Regions from separate parts of the Mus musculus genome. Here all the other regions are linked to region 1. Evidence: chromatin contacts called from public HiChIP or PLAC-seq, Micro-C and promoter capture Hi-C data. All regions are on one chromosome and are shown on one strand. Each heading gives the region's core, a stretch centred on a gene start, on an enhancer-like site or on the middle of the called end of the contact. The rest is flanking DNA. Distances are from core to core; before and after follow the strand shown. Region 1 holds the start of Parp16 (poly (ADP-ribose) polymerase family, member 16). Region 2 holds the start of Kbtbd13 (kelch repeat and BTB (POZ) domain containing 13). Region 3 holds the start of Mtfmt (mitochondrial methionyl-tRNA formyltransferase). Region 4 overlaps Ubap1l (ubiquitin-associated protein 1-like).

Region 1 (2,700 bases), core at 77-2,576:
TCAGCCCAGGCCTTACAACAACCATTACCATTTGGACTCCTGGGGGTGGTTTGCATCATTGTTTGGCCTGGGAAGCTCTCTAGGGTCTGAGAATATAGTTCTGCCTGTCTTCCCTCCCGAAGTCTGAGGAGCACAGGGCCAGGTCCCATTCGGATGCCCAAGAAGGGGGTGATTTCTCAGAGAGCAGAGCCAGTGTGTGTGTATGTTTATTTATCTAATTAATGGTTGTTTTTGTTTTTGTTTTTGTAAAGTTTTGTTTTGGGGTTTGTTTTTGTTTTTTTTGAGACAGGGTTTCTCTGTGTAGCCCTTGCTGTCCTGGGATTTGATCTGTAGACCAGGCTGGACTTGAACTCAGAGATATGCCTGCCTTTGCTTCTGGTGTGCTGGGACTAAAGGCGTGAGCCACCACCTCTCAGCACGTGTGGGGTCTTTAAAGGGGACTTTTAGTCTAACAATTCAGCACTGGTCTTAGATTTCTATGTGACCAGAAGGCCAAGTGCTTTTTTTCTAGTGAGGTCTTGAAGAAGAAGAGGTAAAGGGAATCTGTTCTTACATTTTTTATTTTATTTTATTTATTTATTTTGGTTTTTCAAGACAGGGTTTCTCTGTATAGTCCTGGCTGTCCTGGAACTCACTTTGTAGACCAGGCTGGCCTCGAACTCAGAAATCCTCCTGCCTTTATTTTAATTTTTTAATGTATTTATTTTATGTATGTGAGTACACTGTAGCTGTACAGATGGTTGTGAGCCTTCATGTGGCTGTTGGGAATTGAATTTTTATTTAGGACCACTGCTTGCTCTGGTCAACCCTGCTCGCTCAGTCCCTGCTTGTTCCGGCCCAAAGATTTATTTATTATACATAAGTGCACTGTAGCTGTCTTCAAACGAATTAGAAGAGGGAGTCAGATCTCATTACCAGTGGTTGTGAACCACCATGTGGTTGCTGGGATTTGAACTCAGGACATTCAGAAGAGCAGTCAGTGCTCTTACCCGCTGAGCCATCTCACCAGCCCTACATTTATTTATTTTGTGTATACGTTCACATGTGGGCACACTTGAGCCTTGGTGCAGGTGTGGAAGTCATAGGACAAATTGCTAGAGTCACTTAGCTCCTAACATATGGGATCCTGGGATAGAACTCAGGTCGTGAGGACGGACAGCAAGTGCCTTTACTCGACCAGTTGCTGAGTCATCTTGGGGTCCGGTCTTTTCCCTTCGGCAGGGTTAGGTCATTGTTCTCCCAGTGCCTGTTTTCCCGACTTCCTGTTAGAGGCCTTCGAAGGAGGAGGATCCTGGGAAATCTGAGGTCAGACATTTGAGCAATTCAGAGAATTGCGGAGGCTGTAAGGTAGAGAGGAAGGTCTTTGGGTCGGCTACAGTGTCTTGAGAAAGTATTGTGTCACTCCGACCTTCAGTTTTCCCTGGGTATCAAGTGGCTTCTTGTGTGCAACGTGTCAGCTCCAGAGGAAACCGATTTATTCAACAGGTGGCAATTCCCAAGGTGAGCGAGGCTGGCTCAACCCGTGGAGCCAGGACAAAGACAATTCCCCGGGGCGGGTCCCGGGGCGGTTTCCACTTGGGGCGGTGGCGAGGATGACTAGCAGCCGCATTGGGCACCTTTGCCCAGCACCCGGGGCAGCTGGGATCCTCCGGGACCTGTGGGCGGGCGCGAGCTGAGCAAGGGCGCGGGAAGGGGCGGGCCTGGGCCGGGTGGGCGGAGCGGCGTGAGAGCGGCGGGCGGGGAGGTAGGCGGTGGCTGCTGGCAGTGTGGGGCGGCCAGGACTGATCGGCCGGGTCCCCGGGGTACTACCCACGCCGGGTGCAATAGCGACAACTCCATACCGGGGACTCCGGGACTGGCGGGACCCGAGAGGCGACTCTCCCAGATCCCGTGTTTCCCCGCACTGAGCGACCGTGCCCAGTGTCCTGCAGAGGACGCTCGCCGGCGCGTTCTCACCAATGTCAATTTGTCACCCCTTTGCCTAGCTCCACCCCCCGGGCTGGAAAACCTGGCAGCAGACGGTCTACGGTCCCCCGGGCCCAGGCCCCGCGCTGCCCCTCCTTGTCTCCTCCCGGCCACGCGCTACGAGCCCGGGATGCAGCTCTCCAACAGGGCAGCAGCCAGGGAGGCAGCGAGCCGCGACGTGCTGGCTGCGGACCTCCGCTGCAGCCTCTTCGCCTCGGCGCTGCAGAGCTACAAGCGGGACTCGGTGCTGCGGCCCTTCCCCGCCTCCTACGCCCGCCACGACTGTAAGGACTTCGAGGCCCTGGTGAGTCCGTCCTGATCCACCGTTGCTCGCTGCATCCTGGGCCAAGTGGCCCTGTGGAACGGCAGGCAGGAGCAGCTCCACCCGTGTTAGAAAACACGCCAATTCCCTGGACTTCCCACCCAGCCTGGCCTTGGGGAAGGTTCCCATCAGCAAGAACACTCCTAAACACCCTCGTGCAGACACACTGCCAGGTCATTCGGTGGCTGCTTCCTTTTGTCAGTGACTTAATCCCAGGAGTGATGGAATAGCTACATAGTCCTCCACAAAACGCTCTAGTGTGGCCCTAAAGGGGCGTTGATCTGAACCAGCTGTTCTGCCTAGATAAGAAGTTGTCCCTCCCTCTGCAACTAGTTAGACTTTGCCCTTCAGATGAAGTTACATATTAACAGTACTTATATAAACTGCCACGCAGTGCACATAGGCGTTGTTAC
Region 2 (2,700 bases), core at 3-2,502, 180 kb after region 1:
TCTTCAATGGCATAGACCAACGTGGATACACGGTTGACAGTATAAACGGTGTCCCCACGCACTACAGACGTGAAGAGTGCTCCCTTGCTGTTGACAAATTGGCCAGGTAGCGATGTCCACTGGCCTGTGACCAGGTTGAGGCAATCGATGGCACAGTGCAGGAAATCATCGGAAGGTCCATTTCGTACTACATAGAGACTATCGCGATGGGCCACCATAAAGTGACCGTAGCTCTGTGAACGACACAGTTCAGCCACTGGCAGCCACTTGTCCATTTGCACCACATACTCGACAACGGCAGTGATGTCTGCCGGCCTCCACAGGCACACGAAGAGGCGGCCACGTGCCTGGGCACAGGGAACCCCTGTAGCCGGCTGTGGCAAGTCCGCCACGAAGCTCCAGCAACCTGTGGCGGGATCATAGCACTCCACGGAGCTCATGGGTGTCCTCTGGAATTCGCCACCAATGGCATAGAGGCGGCCTTCGAAGCCAGCCAGCGCCATATCATAGCGCGGTTGGTGAGGGCTGGGGAATTCGCACCAGGTGCCACCCTCTGGGTCGTAACAGAAGCCTAGCTCCACTACTTCCTTGCTGGCACCACACACGCCACCCACGATGTAGAGCTTGTTGCCCAGGGTGGCCACACCCGCCAGCAGTGTGCTGGCCTCCAGGGGCAGCGCGGCCAGCGTGCGCCATGCGTCCTCTTCCTCGTCCAGGAAGCACATGGTGCGCGACGCATCCTCTAGGAAGCCCGGTGTGGGCGTGTGCGTGCTCACCGCCACGTAGGTGCTGGGTCGCAGCGCCGCCACGTAGGCTCGGGCCTCGGGCAGCTCCAGTTGTGCCACCAGCTCGTGCGACCCGTCGCGGATGAAGAGCGCAGCGCTGTGGAGCACGTCGCGCAGGCCGAAGGCGGCGGCCGCGTCGCACAAAAGCGAGCAGTTGTCCGACGTGACGCTGTGCTCCAGGAAGCGCGCGAGCGCGGGCGCCTGCAGGAACGCGGCGCACTCCACCGCCTGCAGCAACTCGTCCTCGGCCGCCAGCGCCGGCCGCTCTCCGCGCAGCACCCGCAGCGCCGTGCGGAAGCCGGAGGCGCTCAGCGCGCCCAGGCGCACCTCCGCGGCGCGCGCCTCCCGCATGCCAGAGCGGAAAAGCCCGCGGAAGAAGCCGCAGTGCTCCACCAGCAGCGACTGCTCCGCCTGGAAGAGTTGACCGTCCACCCACACCTGCACTGGGACCTCGGGGCCTGGGGGCATGATGAGCCAGAGGGGTGGAGGCTGCTGCCGCTGGGGGGCCTAGATTTGCCAGGGGCCACTGACTCTGGGGCTACCCCGGGGCGGGGAGGGGAAAAAAAAACTTCCCTGGGGGTTATAAATACCTTCCTGGCTAAAGATAGGATCTGCTCATGTGATGTGGCCCGCAGGCTTGGATAGCCTCCGAGCCCAGAGGGCATCTGGACACCTGTGTGGTCATTCAGTTCCGTTAAGAGACTAGTGACAGGGCCGAAGAGATGTTCAACAGGTTCTTGTCTAGAAGCCTGGTTGGCTTGGGTTCAACCTAGAACCTACATAAAGGTGGAAGGAGGAAACCCCCTTCACAAAGAGGACTCTGACCGCTGTATTCACTGGCGTTCATCCCACCTCCACAGAGACACAGATAACTTTTTTTTTTTTTTAAAGAATGAATTCCCACTGTGTTGTGGGCCTTACCAGGCCTGCTTTTAAAGATATCGTATTTAACTGACACTGTACTAAGCTGTATATACAACACATGTACCTCCTTGGCTCTGTTTCCTCGCCTTTAAAATAGGGCAAATAGAAACATCTACACACAGTATTAGGACAAATGCCATAAGGGTTCTGGATGAGGCCTGGAGAGTTTATATGACTTGGCTAAGGTCTTTCCGATGAGGACAAGCGTTCATCAGCTCAAAGGAGTGGGGAAGGCAGGTTGAAGGGAGAGACCAAAGAGGACCAAAATAAATGGGCAGCCTAGGAATCTCAGATATGTCTATGCTTATGCTTGCTGGATAGCCCAATCTATACCCCACTCCCATTTTGCCTGCATGTATGTAAATGCATCACAGACATGCCCTGGGCTTGAATACTGGAAGACGATTTCAGATCCCTTGGAAATGGAATTATGGGAATGGAAAAGAAAAAAGAAAAGAAATTATGGGAATAAAGTCCTGTCCTCTGGATGAAGAGCAAGGGTTTGCTCTTAATGTTGAGTGGTCTCCGCAGTTCCATCTCAACCTCTTTTTGAGCCCTTTCCTTTCATGTAACAGAGCATCCAGTGAGCCCTAGAGGTGGAAGTTGCCCCTCTCTTGGAATGGAAATGGGAAGCTAGTGTTGGTTTTCACTTGCCTGACCCCTCTGTGGCTGCCACTGTGGGTGATACGTACTTTGACTCCTAACCCTTGCGACATTCATGAGTAGTTACTCTGGCCCTCTGCCCAATATCCTTGGTGAATAGACAATCTCCACTTACTTCACAGCAACACTGTGAGCTGGATTTCTTCTCTAGATCATGTCTGATATATCCTAGGCTGGCTTCAAATTTGCTGTGCAGTAAGGATGAGCCTCCAACTTCCATCTCCCAAGTTCATGTGCCACTATGCCCAGTTTACGTGGTGCATGCTAAACAAGAAGTTTGCTTGCTGAGCCACACCACACAGCCCTGAACTAGATGCTGCTAACACCC
Region 3 (2,700 bases), core at 70-2,569, 220 kb after region 1:
GCAAGAACAGCGAGCATCTTAACCACTGAGCCGTCTCTCCAGCTCCAGTAGGTCACACCTTCAGTCGGTATTCAAAAGACAGCACCTTGAGTGTCAGAATCATGTTCCACTTCCCCTAAGTTAGGATTCTGGGACTGACTTGATCAGAGGAGGATACGGCTTGGCATCACATCTCATTTCCCTCATATGGTCAGATGCACCGGCTAGCAGCATCATAATCTTTGCCTCTCTTTTCTACTTAGCCCAAGGAATTTGCCGCTCTCTGGGCACACATTGGCCAACTTTCCACAACTATGGCAAACAAAGCCGCTCTCAGTTTTGAGGGGACACATGGAGAAAAAAATTATTGAATCTGTGAGGTAGGAGTTCAAGGCCTCAGGGAGGGTGTTGTCTTAGCACTGAAAAATGGATACCATTTAGTGAGGAAGAGAGGAAATGTGAGGTGGATGGAACGCTCAAGGGCACAGAAGCAGGGATCCTCAAAACTAAATGAAAGACTGCTCCAGGGCCTCTGGCTTTCAGGCCATGTGACAGGAATTAGATGAGAGAGGAACCTGATGCTGCTCTATAGCCAGAGCCAGCGTCACAAGCATGACCCATGTTAAGGACCCCAGTGTACCTTGGAAACACATATCTATCTGCACACCATGGTCTTCAGAGGTCTTCAGCAGATAGCCCTCACCCCTCCGTTTCCCTACAGTCTCCCTATGGCATCCCACATGGGAGGCCTGAGAATCTAAGAGTCTTGGATTCCTGAAGTGACTTCAGACAGGTGAGCAAACCTTAGTTTCATTGGGTGTGGAAATCCTGAGTTGCTTAGTAGTTAAGATTGCTGTTCAGGTCGAATGGTTAGGATCATGGCTTTGGAGCTGGAGGGACAGGACCCCTCGTTGCAGAGATGGCTCAGCAGTTAAGAGCACTGGCTTCCCTTCCATAGGACCCAGGTTCAATTCCCAGGCCCATGTGGCAGCTCAGAACTGTCTCGAGTTGTAGGGGATTCCACACTCTTACACAGACATGCATGCAGGCAAAGCACCAAAGCACGTAAAACAAAAATAAATTAAAAAAAAATTTGTAAAGTTTTAAAAAATAGTTTCTTTTAAAGGTTTGTTTTATTCATATGAGTGTCTTGCTTGTGTGTATATATCTGCAGTGTTCTTTGAAGAGCTTGGCTGAATAATACACATCAAAGTCCCCTCAAATTTCTTCCTTAGTGGTTCTTCAGTTGAGCCACGCCTCCAAAGCGGCAGGCCCCGCCTTGTCGTCTGCGCGTGCTTGGGCCTTTGAGCTCTTTGCTCCGCCCCCCACCATGGGCACGCATGCGCATGGTGGGCCGCTGCGGGCCGAGGTGATGCTCCTTCCGCGGTGCTGCTGGGGTCGGTGGCTGATGGGAAGGAGGCCACGCTGTTCCTGTCAAGCACCTGCCGGGTTCGACGGGAAGGACGGCCGAGGTTCCCGAGTCCGCGAGAAGCCGCCTTGGCGGGTGCTGTTCCTCGGCACCGACCACTTTGCCCGGGAAACGCTGCGGGCGCTGCACGCCGCCAGGTACCGGGGCAGGGTCCCACGCCGAGCCGCGGTGGCGACCCCAGGGCAGCGAGGTCCCGGGAAGGCGCCCTGTTGGGTCCCGGCCGGCAGAGCTCCTGTGGCTCCTGCAGCATCTGCCAGCAGACCCTCCATCTCCCCGAGCCTGGGAACCGGTACCTGGAGAGGCCCGGCCAGTACCCAGGGTCGTGGGCGGAGCCGGTTAGCTGAAAAGGGCTGTGACTCCAAAGTTCGTCCCTTCCTGGTGTTGGTGGCCTCCGTTTCCTTGCCCTTTTACACGCCTGTGTTTTCAAATGAATACATTTCTAAGTTAGAACAGTTTCATATACATATAATATTTATGCGATTTAACTAACCTTGTCTACTAGGAAGAAAGTTATTTGTAATTCACCCTTTCCTGAAAGGCTGCTGTGTCTACCGCCCCACTTCCCTGGAAGGATATTTGGTTATTTATCGGTCCCTGGTTTCCAGGCACTTATCTCGCCTCCATCCCTGCCTTCCTACAAACACTTTTCTTTTTAAATAAGATTTTTACTTTGAGATTTTATTTGTATGTGTGTGTGTCTATGAGCATGTACGTGTTGGTGCCTGTGGAGGCCTAAAGTGAGTGTCCCATTCCCTGGAGCTGGAGTGACAGGCCCTTGTGAGCTACACCCTGTGGATGCTGTAAGAAGAGAGCTGACTTCTGAAAGTTTTCCTCTCATTTCCACACACATGCTGTAGCATACGCCTGCACACACGCACACAGTAATAATAGCACATGCCCACACCATGCACACAATAATAATAATAAAAGACAATTTAATTTTTAAATTATTAAATTTAAACCCTGTGTGTTGGTTGCAAAAAATCTTAATTATTTTAGCTCTAAATGTACTATGGGTTTAATCATAAAAATAGCTTTGCTGTGCATGAAATAGTTTAGCTTTGGGCTGTTGCCCTGACACTGTCAAATTTTTTTTCCCCCAATCTTTCTGATTCAGAGACGGCAAAGAGGAAAAGTTAATTGAGAAACTGGAGGTTGTCACAGTGCCTTCGCTATCCCCCAAAGGACTACCTGTGAAGCAATATGCTATTCAGTCTCAGCTCCCGGTGTACGAGTGGCCCGACGTGGGATCTGGAGAATATGATGTTGGGGTAGTGGCTTCCTTTGGCCGG
Region 4 (2,700 bases), core at 45-2,544, 150 kb after region 1:
TGGAGTCAGAACTCAAAATTCAAGAGTCCTCCCCAGGAGGATCCCAATCTACCCTGAAGTCTTGAGGCAGACTGCACATAACATTTACATATCTGTGACCCACCACCCCATCCTGCAGGGTCCTGATCTGCTTCCTGCCTCAAGCTGTTCCTTCTCTGGATGCCTGCTCTTTGATTCTTTTTCTGCTCACAATTCATTCTCCTACCCTTTGATACCCAAGTCAAACCTGTTCTGTTTCCTAAAGCTTTCCCAAGCCCCACAAGGACTAGGCTGCCCCTTCCAGAAGCGCTCCTTGGTACATTTCTAAATGTTCTAACTAGCTCTGAATCCCGTGCTTGCCCTTGGTGTTCTTCAGAAAGAGATCTCAGAATATTCAAACTAGAAAGAAGCCCATTCAGGACTGTGCAGAAAACAGGGATGCAAATGTCAAGTGGAGATGAGGAAAGGGGTTGTTACATCTATACCTCAAGTGGACAAGATTTTACACTTGGGTCTCAATAGAACCTGGGCCCTTTCTTCTCTGTAATTCAAAATTCAGTGATAGCTGAGACTGAAAGATAAATCTGAGGGTAGGAAAACCTGCTGAACTTTGCCGAGCCTCCTGTAATATCCTTCAACCTCACTGGGACCCCGTAAAACTGAGCTGATAAAGCAGATTTTGGTGGCTACCCCAAGATTTGCTTGCTGTTGCCCATAGAAGGGCATAGAGAGCCATCCACTGATGTGCAGGGATGCGAATTCAGGCAGGAAAACGATGATGAGAACAGACAGGTGGGGGAGGCGATGAGGGAATTAAGGGCTTTGGGCACCGGCCGTCACGTGACCTGTCTGTTCCCAGATTACCCACCTTAGCTCTCCATGAGGTTGTCCTAGGGACAGGATGACCGACCAGTGACCCCAAGCAGCAGGGTTTTGTTTCGTCCTGTCTGTGATGACAGATTGTGTGGAGCCAGAGCCATACCCTGGTCCATGCTCCTCTCATTTGCAAACTGCCAGGCTATGTACGTTCAGGAGTTCACTTTGTATTATAGGTAGTTTTGAGCTTGAATTCCGTGTGAAAGGTTTTTTTTTTCCTTTGTATTGTTGCTGTTGTTTGTTTGCTGTTATTTTGGTTTGCTTTTTCCAAAGTAGTGAACTTCTTGTATTGCTAAATCAAGGGCAGATAACACTACAGTGCTATCCAAATGACAAGTGATATGAAGATGAGTTTTTAATTCTAGGATTTCTGCCTCGGTAGGCACTGTGGACTAGTACTGACTACTTCCTTACCGACAGTGCATAAATATGAGTCACCCGTTCTGGTTGTCTCTAAACTCTGATGACTAGGACTTCTAACTTTAATCCAGTTTATCAGTATTGTCTTCATGGCTAGCCTATTTCTTTGTATTTATATACACGTGATACTGGGGATTAGCCAAGGGCTTCCTGTCTGCTAAGCAAGCACTCCACCACTGAGCTCTGTAGCCCCAGCCCTCCTCTTACCTTTATGTTAAGACAGAGTCTTACTAAATTGCCAGGCCTGATTTAACCTCATTCTATAACCCAGGTAGGCATTGAACTTGTGATCCTCCTGCCTCGGACTTCTGAGTGCTGAGATTATAGACCTGTGCCACCCAGACCTATGCCACCCAGGCCTATGCCACCCAGACTGGCTCTGCATCCTTGGTCTTTTATAAACTTCTTTATGAAGCAGCCCCATGCTCCTAGCAGTATTTTTTATTTTTTTGCAACAGGGTTTCTTTGTGTAACCACCCTAACTGTTCTGGGCCTCAAGTTGTAGACCAGGTTGGCCTCAAATTCACAGAGATCCACCTGCCTCTGCTTCCTGAGTGCTTGGATTAAAAGCACCACTGTCCAGCTGCCCCAGCAGTCTTTACCTCCATCCTGGGCTGTCAGAGATACCAGAGTGTGATGGTGGACTTGAGCCGAAGGATTCCTTTATGGGTATTGAAGTCCAGAGCAAGAAAAGCATCCTGACTCTAAAGTATCCATCCCATGGAACAAGGCACCTGGGTCGACATGGAGATGATCTAGTACCACACCTTCTACAATGAGGTGTGTGTAGCCCCAAAGGAGTATCCCATGGTGCTCTCTGAGGCTCCCCCTGAACCCTAAAAGCAACCATAAAAGATTACCTAGATCATGTTCAAAACCTTTGACACCCAAGCCATTACATAGCCACGTGGGATGTGCTATCCCTGCATAAGCTTGATGGGACCATGAACTCTGGAGACAGAGTCACCTGCGCTGCTACCATCAACAAAGATTACACTCTCACCCACACTGTGCCATCTATGAGGGCTATGCTCTTACCAATGCTATGCCCTTCTGCAAGGGTTGCTCTCTCACCCACACTGTGCCCATCTACAAGGGTTGTGCTCTCACCCACACCATCCTGAACCTGACTGTCTTAGACCTGAAAGGTTACCCCATGAGGATCTTGACTGAGCATGGCTACAGCTTCCGCCACTGCCAAAGGGGAAGCTTTGTTATGTTGTCCTGGACTTGGGACAAGAGACAGCCATTATTGCACCCTCCTCCTTCCTGGAGAAGAAGAGCTACTAGCTACCCTACAACCAGGCCATACTGTTGGCAAAAAGAAGTTCCATTTCGTTGAGGCACTCTTCAGCCTTCCTGGCTATAAAATCCTGTGACATCCAGAAAACTGTATTTCCATTGTGAAGTGTGATGTAAAAACCT

The links. Promoter capture Hi-C pulls out the DNA fragments that hold promoters and counts their contacts. A called contact is a pair of places that touch in the nucleus more often than the background predicts. HiChIP or PLAC-seq counts read pairs in DNA pulled down with a chosen protein or histone mark.
Region 2: a contact with region 1 is called in a Micro-C map of embryonic stem cells, with 2.7 times the contacts expected there. The contact joins the promoter of Kbtbd13 here to the promoter of Parp16 in region 1. A contact is called at or near these places in 5 of 39 promoter capture datasets (the 3T3-L1 cell line, hematopoietic stem and progenitor cells, hippocampal neurons and 2 more), 2 of 484 Hi-C or Micro-C datasets (embryonic stem cells and nephron progenitors), 4 of 115 datasets of contacts at active chromatin or transcription factors (effector CD8 T cells, epiblast stem cells, memory CD8 T cells and 1 more) and 3 of 9 other capture datasets (adipose tissue, embryonic stem cells and liver).
Region 3: a promoter capture Hi-C map of erythroid cells shows a contact between it and region 1, with 8 times the contacts expected there. The contact joins the promoter of Mtfmt here to the promoter of Parp16 in region 1. A contact is called at or near these places in 19 of 39 promoter capture datasets (the 3T3-L1 cell line, 3T3-L1-derived adipocytes, the C10 cell line and 13 more), 3 of 15 datasets of contacts at CTCF or cohesin (embryonic stem cells, large pre-B cells and pro-B cells), 49 of 484 Hi-C or Micro-C datasets (B cells, the Ba/F3 cell line, the C2C12 cell line and 30 more), 16 of 115 datasets of contacts at active chromatin or transcription factors (the SCID.adh cell line, acute myeloid leukemia, bone marrow-derived macrophages and 5 more) and 4 of 9 other capture datasets (adipose tissue, embryonic stem cells, liver and 1 more).
Region 4: a contact with region 1 is called in an H3K4me3 HiChIP or PLAC-seq map of bone marrow-derived macrophages, with 2.2 times the contacts expected there. The contact joins the enhancer-like site here to the promoter of Parp16 in region 1. A contact is called at or near these places in 11 of 39 promoter capture datasets (the 3T3-L1 cell line, 3T3-L1-derived adipocytes, the C10 cell line and 7 more), 6 of 484 Hi-C or Micro-C datasets (the C3H10T1/2 cell line, CD8 T cells, the HPC-7 cell line and 3 more), 4 of 115 datasets of contacts at active chromatin or transcription factors (the SCID.adh cell line, bone marrow-derived macrophages and embryonic stem cells) and 3 of 9 other capture datasets (embryonic stem cells, liver and pancreatic islet).

The regions. Positions count from the first base shown.
Region 1 is chr9:65,213,364-65,216,063 of GRCm38.p6, forward strand. It overlaps Parp16 (poly (ADP-ribose) polymerase family, member 16), which reads left to right and starts at 1,327. Exons shown (of 7, transcript NM_177460.4): 1 at 1,327-1,500; 2 at 1,986-2,269. The coding sequence starts at 2,096.
Region 2 is chr9:65,390,400-65,393,099 of GRCm38.p6, forward strand. It overlaps Kbtbd13 (kelch repeat and BTB (POZ) domain containing 13), which reads right to left and starts at 1,253. Exons shown (of 1, transcript NM_028974.1): 1 at 1-1,253. The coding sequence starts at 1,253.
Region 3 is chr9:65,434,463-65,437,162 of GRCm38.p6, forward strand. It overlaps Mtfmt (mitochondrial methionyl-tRNA formyltransferase), which reads left to right and starts at 1,320. Exons shown (of 9, transcript NM_027134.3): 1 at 1,320-1,545; 2 at 2,526-2,700. The coding sequence starts at 1,352.
Region 4 is chr9:65,363,032-65,365,731 of GRCm38.p6, forward strand. All of the region lies in intron 1 of Ubap1l (ubiquitin-associated protein 1-like), which reads left to right. It also overlaps the pseudogene Gm17875. Among named protein-coding and RNA genes, the nearest start is that of Ubap1l, 3.4 kb to the left of the region's middle. Within about 2 kb of position 1,295, at least 6 of the 459 cell types and tissues checked have an H3K27ac peak or open chromatin away from gene starts, as enhancers often do. A contact at or near this core is called in bone marrow-derived macrophages and rod photoreceptor, where this site is marked.